3 separate regions of the Sus scrofa genome follow, and all the other regions are linked to region 3. A link is a contact called in public Hi-C data. All regions are on one chromosome and are shown on one strand. The core of a region is the stretch at or near the end of the contact, and the rest is flanking DNA. Distances in the headings are between cores, read along the strand shown.

The links. Hi-C and Micro-C count contacts between places; a contact is called where the count stands out from the background.
Region 1: a contact with region 3 is called in a Hi-C map of skeletal muscle, with 7 times the contacts expected there. The contact joins two enhancer-like sites. A contact is called at or near these places in 5 of 47 Hi-C or Micro-C datasets (heart right ventricle, liver and skeletal muscle) and 1 of 2 datasets of contacts at active chromatin or transcription factors (skeletal muscle).
Region 2: a Hi-C map of skeletal muscle shows a contact between it and region 3, with 6 times the contacts expected there. The contact joins two enhancer-like sites. A contact is called at or near these places in 6 of 47 Hi-C or Micro-C datasets (embryonic fibroblasts, fetal heart ventricle, heart right ventricle and 3 more) and 1 of 2 datasets of contacts at active chromatin or transcription factors (skeletal muscle).

Annotation. Positions count from the first base shown.
Region 1 is chr15:107,235,957-107,239,605 of Sscrofa11.1, reverse strand. No RefSeq gene overlaps it. Among named protein-coding and RNA genes, the nearest start is that of CTLA4, 45 kb to the left of the region's middle. Within about 2 kb of position 1,700, at least 17 of the 83 cell types and tissues checked have an H3K27ac peak or open chromatin away from gene starts, as enhancers often do. A contact at or near this core is called in skeletal muscle, where this site is marked.
Region 2 is chr15:107,197,120-107,201,207 of Sscrofa11.1, reverse strand. No RefSeq gene overlaps it. Among named protein-coding and RNA genes, the nearest start is that of CD28, 71 kb to the right of the region's middle. Within about 2 kb of position 1,302, at least 14 of the 83 cell types and tissues checked have an H3K27ac peak or open chromatin away from gene starts, as enhancers often do. A contact at or near this core is called in mesenteric adipose tissue, skeletal muscle and subcutaneous adipose tissue, where this site is marked.
Region 3 is chr15:107,042,292-107,046,038 of Sscrofa11.1, reverse strand. No RefSeq gene overlaps it. Among named protein-coding and RNA genes, the nearest start is that of RAPH1, 46 kb to the right of the region's middle. Within about 2 kb of position 1,383, at least 27 of the 83 cell types and tissues checked have an H3K27ac peak or open chromatin away from gene starts, as enhancers often do. A contact at or near this core is called in mesenteric adipose tissue, skeletal muscle and subcutaneous adipose tissue, where this site is marked.

The sequences.
Region 1 (3,649 bases), core at 451-2,950, 190 kb before region 3:
TTGGTATAGTTTAGTTCATATCATGGACAGTCATCATTCCTTTTGGCTGCCTGCCATGTCAACATCCTGCCTATATTTGAAGAGTTGCCTTTCTAACAAGTCTTCAAGGGAGGCAGAGCCCACTTGCCCCTATAAATACTGAAATGCCAGGTATTTCCTTTCCAGGCATCCCCGGCAAGTGTTGATAGTCCCAGGATCCAGGACTCACCAATCAGAGGCAACCACTGTGGAGTGTGAATCAGCTGCTAGTGGCACAAAGAAGCCACTCTGAAGACTCTCTCCAGAGGTGGTGGCATTCTTGGCAAGATGGTGTTTCCATGGCAGCACTGATTGCAAGTTGTTCCCATCCCGTACCTGGAGCAGAAGTGCTGCTGCATCAGAGACAGAGCATAGCGTCTGGCAAGGGCAGTGGCAGTGTGGCACTGTGTGGCACAGGTGTGGTTATTTTGCCCTGCTCCTGTAGCTCTAAGCCCGATTCTACTATTTTGCCAGCAACCCGACAAGCAACCCAATGTCATTTTAATAAATCATATCTGTTTGCATTGCCTTCAACTAAGAATTCTGACAGATTCTGAGAGCCTAAGCAGATGATAAAGATTCAGAAAGCTGGTGCTGGGCTTGTCCCACTTCTGGGGAGTCCTAGGCCAGTAGCGATATTTCCTTCTTTTCAGACTTAAGACCAGAGAGCCAGCCACCTAAGGGAGGCTTTTAACATCTCAGCCTGCAAGTACATGTTCGGTGGAGCATAAAAGAAATCAGATCAAAGCAATGAACTGTACTGTACTGAATGGGGAAGTGTCAAGAGACAGCAAGCAATAGGCCCCCGTGAACTGTGAATATTTGAAACCACAAATTGAAAAGCTGTGCTCCCTTGGGTCTTTCTCTTGGTCTGTTTTGAATAAGACTCCCATTTCTGTTAAGGTAACTCCAGAGATATGCAAATAAGTGGTTCAGACTATTTACTTTTAAAAAATTAATCAACAAAATTTTAGCAGGGATGTATCACATATAGAGTACAAGTGGGGATTGTGAAGGATCCAGAAATGAATTGGATGCAGGCATCAACAACTATATATTTATAAAAATGTCATGCTATGTGCACACCCAGTACTCCAATTAATTCCAAGTGTTACATGCTTTCAATACTTCCTATAATAAATATTTTTCATTACCAAGGTAATATTGCTTTAAAAAAAAAACAATTCCAACATGCATAAATAGAGTTTATTTTCCTATGTAAATCAAAAATATTTATACAATCTTTTATGCACTTTTATGCACTAAAATAATAAAATCCCAAACATTCTGGAAAAAATCTAGAATTCTAGATATAGAAAACTATCTCTCCCATAGATTACAAACATTAGATGTACCTATTCTTTAAAATATTTGTTTCTATGAGAATTCAGAAAAACTCTTCTTCAAGATTCCTCAGGGAGCGTCTTTGGAGTGACATCATGAACTCTGATGTAGTTGTGTGAATGCCAGATAAAATAGAAAGAAATAATTTTGCTTAACACACAGCTTTGGGAGTATACTGTGGAGTCAGATTTCAGTGTGGTCTGTTTCAAGTTAGACATCCTTCCAATAACAGGAATGAGAATAAATAAGATTTCACTGCAGGCCCCGGGAGGATGTCCCCCTGGGACAGGGGCCATCCTGGCACACACATACAACACTCACAGCAGTACCAGATACAGTGTGTTCCCAGGAACATACAGCTGTCCTCTGGCCCCACATTCTCCATCCCACTGAGTAGTGTCAATATCCTGCTGCACCAAGAAAGCCAGGACAAGACCTACTGCTGCCCCAGAGAAAGCCCAGGGTCCAGATCAAGTCCATGGACACATGCTGCTGTCACCCTGGGGCTTCAGATCCCAGGACTCCACACAGGGACCCGCGTATTTGGTGTCCCTCTCTTTTGCAGCTTGCCTACTCCTGCCTCTCCCCTGTGGGTCCACTTGCTGCCATGCCCCAAACAGGGAACTCCCACGGAAGAGAAGACATAAAAACTCAATTTTCCATGTTCTTTGTCCTATGATCTAGGTCTTTGGGGCAACAGTGTAGATCTCCCTTTCTGGAAATCAGTGTGGACATTCCCTACAGTCCACACAGCTGCTCAGTCATCAGTGCCCCACATCCAAGATATTCTGGCAGAATTCACAGAAAACTTCTTAAGTCAACATCAAAATCTTTCAAGACTTCATGCTCATTTTTTGCTCAGAAAGTAACCCCGCAGTCTCATCCACATGAGAACAAGAGGACCAGCTAAAGCTGAACACGATCCATGTTGGACATTGTGATAGAATAATAAATATACTTGCTCTTTGTCCCTGGTTCCTGGCACAGAACTCCTAAAACCCTTGGAATTTCCTGATAGGAGTGTCTTGTTTTATTCATCATGAGCCCTTTTCAATCACACCTGAGTTTATGCTAATAAAGTGACTTAGGGTAGGGCCACTCAATAGCCTTAGGGTGGAGCTGATCATAGGAGAAACCAGGTGATCAGACAGTTGGACCTTTCAGTCCCACTCACCAATCTTGGAGGAAGGGAGGGAGGGACTGGAAATAAGGTCTTAAGAATCCTTGAGCAAGGAGATTGGGAGAGCTTCTGGCTGGTAAATACATCCATGCATCAGAGAAGGCAGAGCGCCTGCAGATGGTGTAGGCATTGCTGGTTCCATACCCCACTCATCTCACAACTTGCCCTTTGCCTTTCTTCCATGTGGTTGTTCCTGATTTGTATCCTTTATAGCAAATCTGTAAATATAAGCAAAGTTTTCCTGGATCTGTGAGCCATTCTGGCAAATTGCCAAACCTGGTTGTCAGGGGGCGGGGGGGGGGGCAGTGGTCATAGGAACCCTCCAATTTAGAGCTAGTTAACCAGGTAGCCTGGAACTTGAAACTGGCATCTGGAGAGGGTGCAGTTCTTTAACCTGGGGATCTGATGCTACTCCAGGTATATAGTGTCAAGAGTTGAGGTGAATTATAGACATCCAGCTGGTGTCAGAGAATTGGTTGGAGTCAGAGAAAATACCCCATGGACATCCATGACTCACTCTGGGAAAGATGTGGTCACTTGGACCTTAGGAGACATGGCCTATAAATGCCAAAGCTGATGAGTGCCTTCTTTTCCAGAATCTAGTTTATTTTGCTATTCCTTTGCCAATGAAAAAAAGTTAAATGTAAGCTCTCCCAGAGGCCACAAACCAATAAATCATAGCCTAGCTCTTAAGGGATAAGATATATTCGTCTACTTGGGCTGCCATAGCAGAATAGTCTGGGGGGCTTAAACAACAGGAATTTATTTTCTCAAAGTTCTGGAAACCACAAGATCAAGGTGCCAGCAGGATTGGTATCTGGTGAGACCTCTCTCCTTGGGTTGAAGATGGCCACCTTCCACCCTGTCCTCACAAGGCCTTTCTTCTGGGTATAGAGAGGGAGAGCGATTTAGTGTCTCTCTCTTCTTATCAGGGCAACAGTCCTATGGGATCAGGATCTCATTTAACCATTAATTCTCCAAAGTCCTTATCCTCCACATACAGTCACACTGGAGCTTCAGGTTTCATCACATGAATTTTAGGGGGACACATTTAGCCCATCATTGGAGGGAAGCCTCTATTTGTTCTCTAGAACCAAGCTGAACTAC
Region 2 (4,088 bases), core at 53-2,552, 160 kb before region 3:
GGATACAGAGTGACAGGGAAAAGGGGATAATACTAATAATTATTATTATTATAACAATAGTTACCTCCTAGAGGAATAAGAGCTAAATGAGCTAATACATGTAAAGCTTTTGTCTAACACATGGTAAACCTTGCGCAAACGATTATTACTCTTATTTACAAGGTTCAAGTCTGCCTTTAGCATTAGCCAAAATGAGCTGGACTTAATATATCATTCAAAGAGCTCCATTTTGGAAGATATATATATATATATCATATATATGTATTTATATGTATGACTGGCTCACTTTGCTGTGCAGCAGAAATCGGCACAATATTATAAATCAACTATGCTTTAGTAATAATTTTAAAAAAGGGTCAAGACATTCAATTAAGCATATAAGAGGAAAAAGAAAAGAAAGGAAGGAAGGAGGAGAGAGGAACAGAGAAAGAAAATTAAGAAGTAAATAAGGAAATAAAATTCAGAGCCTAAATTTAAAGTTAAAAGATTATCTTACAAGGTCTGGCACTTGTCTTGATATGAGTCCCTCTAAAATTGTGCCATACGACTCCACTAAGTTCAGTCAAAGGACATATATTTTAAACCAGTGCTTCCCAGTCAGAGGGCAGAAAATTCCCCAAGAGCTTGGGGAACTATGCCAATGGGTGCCCAATCCACAGATACAAGTGTGGTTAACTTTCTCTGATGTAGCATCAATTACAAAGATGCTGTTGACAAGTATATTCATATAAATTATCTTTGAAGAAATTTTTAGACAAATTTGTTTCAAAGTACTACCAAATTCTTAGAAGCTTCTTGTTATTACTCCTCAAGCAAAAGATACCGTTCTGTGGAAAAGGTGATAAAGAGATAATGTCACAAGAGGGAGAAGCTTAAAAGACAGTCATACTTTTATTTCCAATAATGGCAGGATGAGTTTTTAGATCAACCCTGTTACTAAAAATAAATAGAGCTATGTAGTTATCATGTTATGGACTTCCTTAATGGGCTTTTTTAAACACTTGAGACACCATAATGGATATGGTCCATATTCAAAGAATCCGCAAAGAACATACAGATTGGGAACTAACATAGCTGCAGAGGTGACACAGAAAAATAAAAGTGGGATAAGTTTCATCTGTAAAGTCTTTTAGAAAGACCTGAATTTTGAGCTATTCTTGGAAAAATATGAATTGCCAGAATGATGTGGGGAAGGCATTTCAGGTCCAAGCCCAGCAATTTTCCAGAGGACGAAATCTGAGTCCTGTGTATGGACAGCAAGGGAATGGACTTGGCTAGAACAGAAGGACCCTAATGATCTTGAACAGAAAAATCTACGTTTCTATTGAAAAGGATCGTGGCTGGCACTTCCACATGATCCCAGCACAGAACCCAGCACAGGCCATTTTCTGAATAGTTAATAAACACATTTTGGCTGGTTGATTGATTTAATCTGACTCCAATGCAACACATATTTTATCCAGCTCTTACGCTAATGAGAAATGAAGCCAAAGAGAAAGGAGGGGGTTGGAGGGGTGAATCATCATGTGGAAGGGAATAACACTGGCCATCAATTCCAAGAAACTGGAAAACTGAAACTAACCTCTCTGAACAAACTCTTCCTGGTATTCCTGTTTATTTGGGTCTGTCAGGAGATATACAGAAAAATTCCCCCAAGATCCTGAATTGGAAAGATAGGAGTGACTTCAGTGGAGATACTATTCAGCTGGTTTGCTTTTTGTGTCCCTTGGCTTGCTTCGAGAGTGTGCCTGCTTGTCCTTTCTGCAGGCTACTTTCCTACAGGATAAAGAAGGGTGGCGGGGCAATCAATTCATTATTTGAACTGGCTCGTGGAGATGCTACCCCTTTTCCTTTATTCAACTGAAGGATTGTTTCCTGAGCAATTGATTCATGGTCATAAAATAAGCCAACAGTGTGTTTACCACTAGTCTTTACATTAAATATGAAAATATTTAGATTTGCGTCATCTGTCTCTGTGGCTCTGCATAAAATGGGATTCTTTTGGGTTCTTTTTTCTTTGTCTTTTTAGGGCCACACCCGTGGCATATGGATGTTCCCAGGCTAGGGGTCGAATGGGAGCTACAGCCACCAGCCTGCACCACAGCCACAGCAATGCCAGATCCTTAACCCACTGAGCAAGGCCAGGGATCAAACCCCTGTTGCCATGGTTACTAGTTGGATTGTTAACCACTCAGCCACAACGGGAACTCCCAAAATGAGATTCTTTGGAGGAATCTCCAAATGAATAAGCTAATAAACTAATAAATGACAACAGTATCTTTCATTTGGAAATCCATCTTGATCCTTGCTTTCCTGCAGAAATTCACAATTCCCAAGAATATCGGTTTGAATATTCACACTGTAGTGTCTAATAAAGATTGAAAACCACACAGCAGGAAAAGTGTCATGGCTACAGAGACCATTTTTCTAGATCTTCTCTTTGTCATAAAGACAGATCATCTATGTTATTAAATAAATAAATAAATAAATAAATGGAAATGTCCCAGAATAATCAGCCTCTGGAGGTTATGCAAATTGTTGGGTTAGCTTTAAGATTCAACACTTTTTTCCTCCAGTATACACCAGGGTCCCATGAATTGTTACGGGGTTTTCCATACTAAGGAAAATTTCAAAGTTTCAGATGAAAAACTTCCAATTAAACAAATGCACTATGTCACTGGAAATAAGAGCATCTGTAAATACTTTACAAAATGATTTTCTTTGTTCAGCAGAGGAAGGCCAGATGATGCAATATCTAACTTCCAGCTGCGTGCCCCTCCTCTGGTAATTCAGCTTCTATTAGTGCCATTTGAGAGACCCCTGGCCACTTACTGTGCAATTTTGATGATGCGCTTAAACTCCATTCTTCATCTCATCACTTATGAGGAAGAGAGGACAGAAATTGTTCGAGAATGCATGCGTGTCCATAAAGCAACAGCAAGATGGTTATCCTTCTCTTGGGCATTCTTTTTTAAACACAAACAGCCCCAAAGGAAGAGGGAAATCAGTCAGACACCTTGGGGTATTCAGAGTGAAGGAAATCCTTCCACAGGATGAAGTTATACATCCCACAGAAAGTACATAAACAGCATTACAAGCTGGATATGGTTGTGATTTCTCTGAAGTTTTCCATTTTCCAAGCTTTGAAAACCATTCATCGTTTTAGTGTGCCAAAATACTTTAACTAATAGGTTGGCTGCCTTTAGGAGGTTAAAAGACAGGCAGAGAAAAATTCCCTAAATAGAACACTATGGAAATATTTTAGTTGATTTAAACATATTCTTAGCACTTAGAATTGATAATATGAACAGAGCCAGATGTTAAACGGTAAATTATGAAAATCAGAGTGTTGAACTGAAATAGCTGTTAAATCAGCCATTTAGTGGATGGAGGGTGGAGGAGTGGCACAGTTAATTGCTTGTATTGTGAAGAAGAAAACAAAACAAATGCCTGATAAGATTTTTAATTTTTCAACCTTGTCTGCAGTCTGAATCCAGAGGACTGGACTCTTCCCTACTTTCTAAAACTTTGCCCCAAGATTGATGTCCTGTGTTCCAGTATAATGAAAAAACATTTTTTTTAAGATTTATGACTTGGAAATCTCTCATGCGGACCTTCAAAGGTGTCGTATGTACGACCATGGTTTTGGGGTTGTGGATTAGACTCTCAGATGATGCCCAGTACTTTTCCTCTCCCCTCTCCCATGTGCTCTCTGAACTATATCCCATCACATGCTCCAACACCAAGCCCCCCAAATTAACCATTATTTGACCCAAAGAGCCAGGTGGGGTTTTGTTTGGTTTTTGTCTGTTTTCAAAAGCTGGACATATCCTGTGTTCGGCAGCTATGGGAGAAGCTGAAGGAACTCTCTGATCTAGCCACCAACTTCTCCCCTGGTGTCCATCACCCCTATGCCCCTCCAGGTCATGACGACCACTGGCGTGTTTAGAATTCTCAGATGGAGAAAGAACTTCAAAGCATGAATTCTTCCCATGGTGACACAGCCTATAAACATCTGTGTTCCATAACTATGAGCAACAGAAAAAATGCAACCATTTGAGGATACACTTAACATTCCTGGGACTCTG
Region 3 (3,747 bases), core at 134-2,633:
GTTCAATCAACGTGATCTTCTGTGTGACAAAAGGAAGCCAGGATCCAAGCCAGGGAGTGGCTGATGGAGCTTCGTGGGGGAGGTGTGGGGATGTGGCTCATAACAGGAGCTGTGGGTCAGTCGCTTAAAAAAGCAGCTGAGGTCAGAGGAGGCTGGGGCACAGGAAATTGTTGTACAATAATCTGTTGCTTGGAAATGTCCCGCTCACCCCTTGCTATGTGGTATTTTAGAGGTTCTGCGCTCCTCATCTGAGAGAATATATGGATTTGGTCAACCATGATTTGTGTGCAGAAATGACTGTTCCCATAGATCATTGTCAAAAATCTTACAGGAATGGCACACCATAACCACTGTAAAGTAAGCTGGAGTAAGCACAGCTTGAATTCAGCCATGGGAAGGACAGACTCATTCAAAACACAACTGATCTATCTGATAGCATAAAAGCCAGAAAGACCATTTCTGAAAGAAACCTTCATACATGTTTGAGCATTCAGTGGGCCTGATTCTGCTTTTGTGCACAGATGTGGGTAAACACAGGCATTAAAGAAGACAGAAGGCACATTCACACACTATTCTCTCTCCTTTATTTCCCTCTCCAGCCAGAACCATCAAGCTAGACCATGAGTCAGAGGTCAGTAGGCATCACTCGTTTCAAGAGGAAAAAGCAAAAGTAGCTAATGTTTATTGAGTGCTTGTTTGGTGCTGGGTTTTATTCCAAGTACTTCATCTACATTCATTTACTGAGACCTCATGACAATCCCCACTTTACAGTGGCAAAGAGGCATGGCGAACTCAGGCAATTTGTGGAAGGGCACATGGCAAATAATTGGTAAAGGCAGGGTTCAAACTCAAGGCAGTACTTAGAACCACAGCTCTACAGATCATCCACTCTGAATAGAGTGAGTAATGGAATGACTGGAATGGAAAACTGGCTTCTAGCAGCCACCCCACCCACCTCACCTTTGAATACCCATTTGGAGACTATGGACTGCATATTTGCTCCTGACTATGCTGAATCACCCAGAATGCTTATCCTCTAGGTTTAATAGAGGTAAGAGAGTAGAAACATCCCAAAGACTTCCATAGATGGACAGTACAGTCTCAGGATAGAGCCTTCGCTAATCGTTGGCGGAGCACAAACAGATCCAGGAAATAATCCATCCAAGATATGACCATGAATTCTGTTCCACGCTAGGTTAGCACAAGCTGCTATTTTAAGTGACTATTTTTATTTCAAGCCACTATTACTGTCCCCAGGCTCCCCAACACACTTACTTCAGACCGAACTTATTCAAATTAGAGAATGCCTCAGCAAGACTAGGAAGCCCTTGGCACCAGATTTCCATCTTGGCAAGGAACCAGAGTAAGAAGGCCCTGCTCCGCCCTTGTGGACCAAGCCCATCCAAAGCAAACAGTTCCCATGACTGTTTACGGTAGGACAAGCTTCTTCCTTTAAACAGGGCAAACGTGGAAAATCACCCAGCCCGACACTGCTTGTTATTTTGGCGCTTCTGAAATTCAGGGAGGAGGCCTTACCAACCAGAGATCCAGCCCCCTCTTCAAATGGGGAACAGAGAAATGGGGAAGCAGATCAAATGTCCTATTGGAAGCTGTAAAGATTTGATTGTTCTCTAAAAGCACGTTCTTATCGCAATTACTTAAACAGTGACTCCATTTAATATCTCCACTTAACCAGCACCTCCTGCCACAGCTTGCAAATCCTCCCAGGTTTTCTGTGACACCACCCAGAGGAAATTCCCAGTCTGCCTGTGTTCCTCTGGCCTGCCACTGGCAAGACCAGGGAAAGGGCCTTAGGTGAGTTACTTCCCAGTCACTGGCTTCTGCTGCTGGATGACTCCAGTTGTCTAGTTAGTAATAAGGACCATCCTGTTATGGCTGACGTCCTTTGACTACCAGTAACATCTGCTAAAGTTTTAAAGAAAATATTAGCGAGTATTTACAGACCCAAGTCTGAACCTTGGTAGACCAAAATAAGACATCTGGATGACATGCAGGTGAATTGGCAGCTTTATGAAACACTGGATGAGGTTAAATGTAAGGCATCTGACCTAGGCTAGTATATGAGTGATTTGGATAAATCTACATGGATTTGAATTTGTCTTTTTTCTAGGTTCCCAAGGGTCAGGCATCCCTTATGCAAGCTTCACTGAACATTTACTGTTTTAATTCTGAAGTGACTAGGCCAATTAAAATAATAGATGGTATTAAAGACATTGGGAATAGCAAAACAATGTTTGATTTTTATTTATACGGGAGTCTCTTCTAGAAATGGAAAAGACTATCGCGACAGGACACAAAGAGAAAAACCACTCACTGAAATCTGCATGTTCCTACACCATAAAAAGAAGACGGGTGGGGGGAGTAGGAATCTTTAAGAAGGGCTTATTTACTTATGTTCAAAATAAAGTAGGTATCTGGTGCCTTCCAGGGGTTAATTCGCGATTACCCCAGATCTTGGCAACTAATGATCCAGGAAAAAAAAGCCTCTGGGAGCACAATGACATCAGAACCTCTGGCTTTTCCCTTCTATGTGTGCAGTAGAATGAGGGGTGTGCCTTACAGCAGCATCTGTTTCTCTTTGCCTCCACATGAAAACCTGAGAGGGGACATCAGTGCCACTGTCAGATTGGCCAGTGTGCAGTCGTGCTCCTACAGCAGCTGCACGTGCCTCCTGAAAACTCTCCTTCCCCCCGCAGATCAGCTTTTATATTTCTAATCCCACGAATCAAAGTGCCATGCATGGAACTACAACCTCTGCTGTATCAGCCTGGGAAATAAACAGCACCAACTCCAGGCCCCAGGGCTGTCAATGAGTTTATAATTCAAAAAAAAAAAAAAAAAGGTAAATATGACAACCCACAAATGCATACACTTTTGTACATCTTTTAAATGAAGATTGTTTGAAATGTAAAAAAAATGTATTTTATTCAGCTCTTGCTGCTTCTATTCTCTTTTAAAGTAAAGGAGATTCATTGTAGAGAGGCTTGGCTCTTCTAGAGAAGAATTTTCAGTTTTGAGCAGAGGAAAAGATGAAGAAGAAATAACATAATTAATGTTAGATTATTTACAATTGAAAACAGAATTTGGAAACATGCAATGAGTATTTAATACTCTAATTACTATTATTAGCATGTTCTTATTTTATTAAAATGGCTAATACTCTTCTCCATTCACTATCAATTCATATTCTCATTTGCAGAGCACTATAATAATCATTCTATTAATCAGGTGTTTATTACAAGTTTTCAACACTGTAGCTGATTCCTTGAGACATTGTTAAAGAGTGATTGCATTTATAGACTCCAGTTTTCTCTCTTAGGCCAGTTTGAATACATCCACCACATCAAACCAAGGCACAAATTTCAGTTTGAGTCAGTCGTATTTGTTTTCTATTTATTTACAAACCCTGACTCTTCCCAGAACGGATTTGAAGCTGCTATTATAGTCAGTTAGTCACACCAGTCCTTAGGACTCCAAGAGTGGGTAGAAACCAGTATTTCTGGTTCCTTCTTGCCTGTGGAACCTCACACAGCCATTAGAGACCTGTGCAGACTGGCTCAGATAACTGCCAGTAGGACCAGCCATTCCAGCTTCCTTCAGCAGCCAAAGAGGGAGCTAGCCAAAGTCGTGAACTCTAGAGAGGCCATGTCTTTCTTATCAGTATGGAATAGGCCATCGCTACCACCAAAATCCCTCCCTGTCCCAGGAGGAGGAGCAAAAAAACCC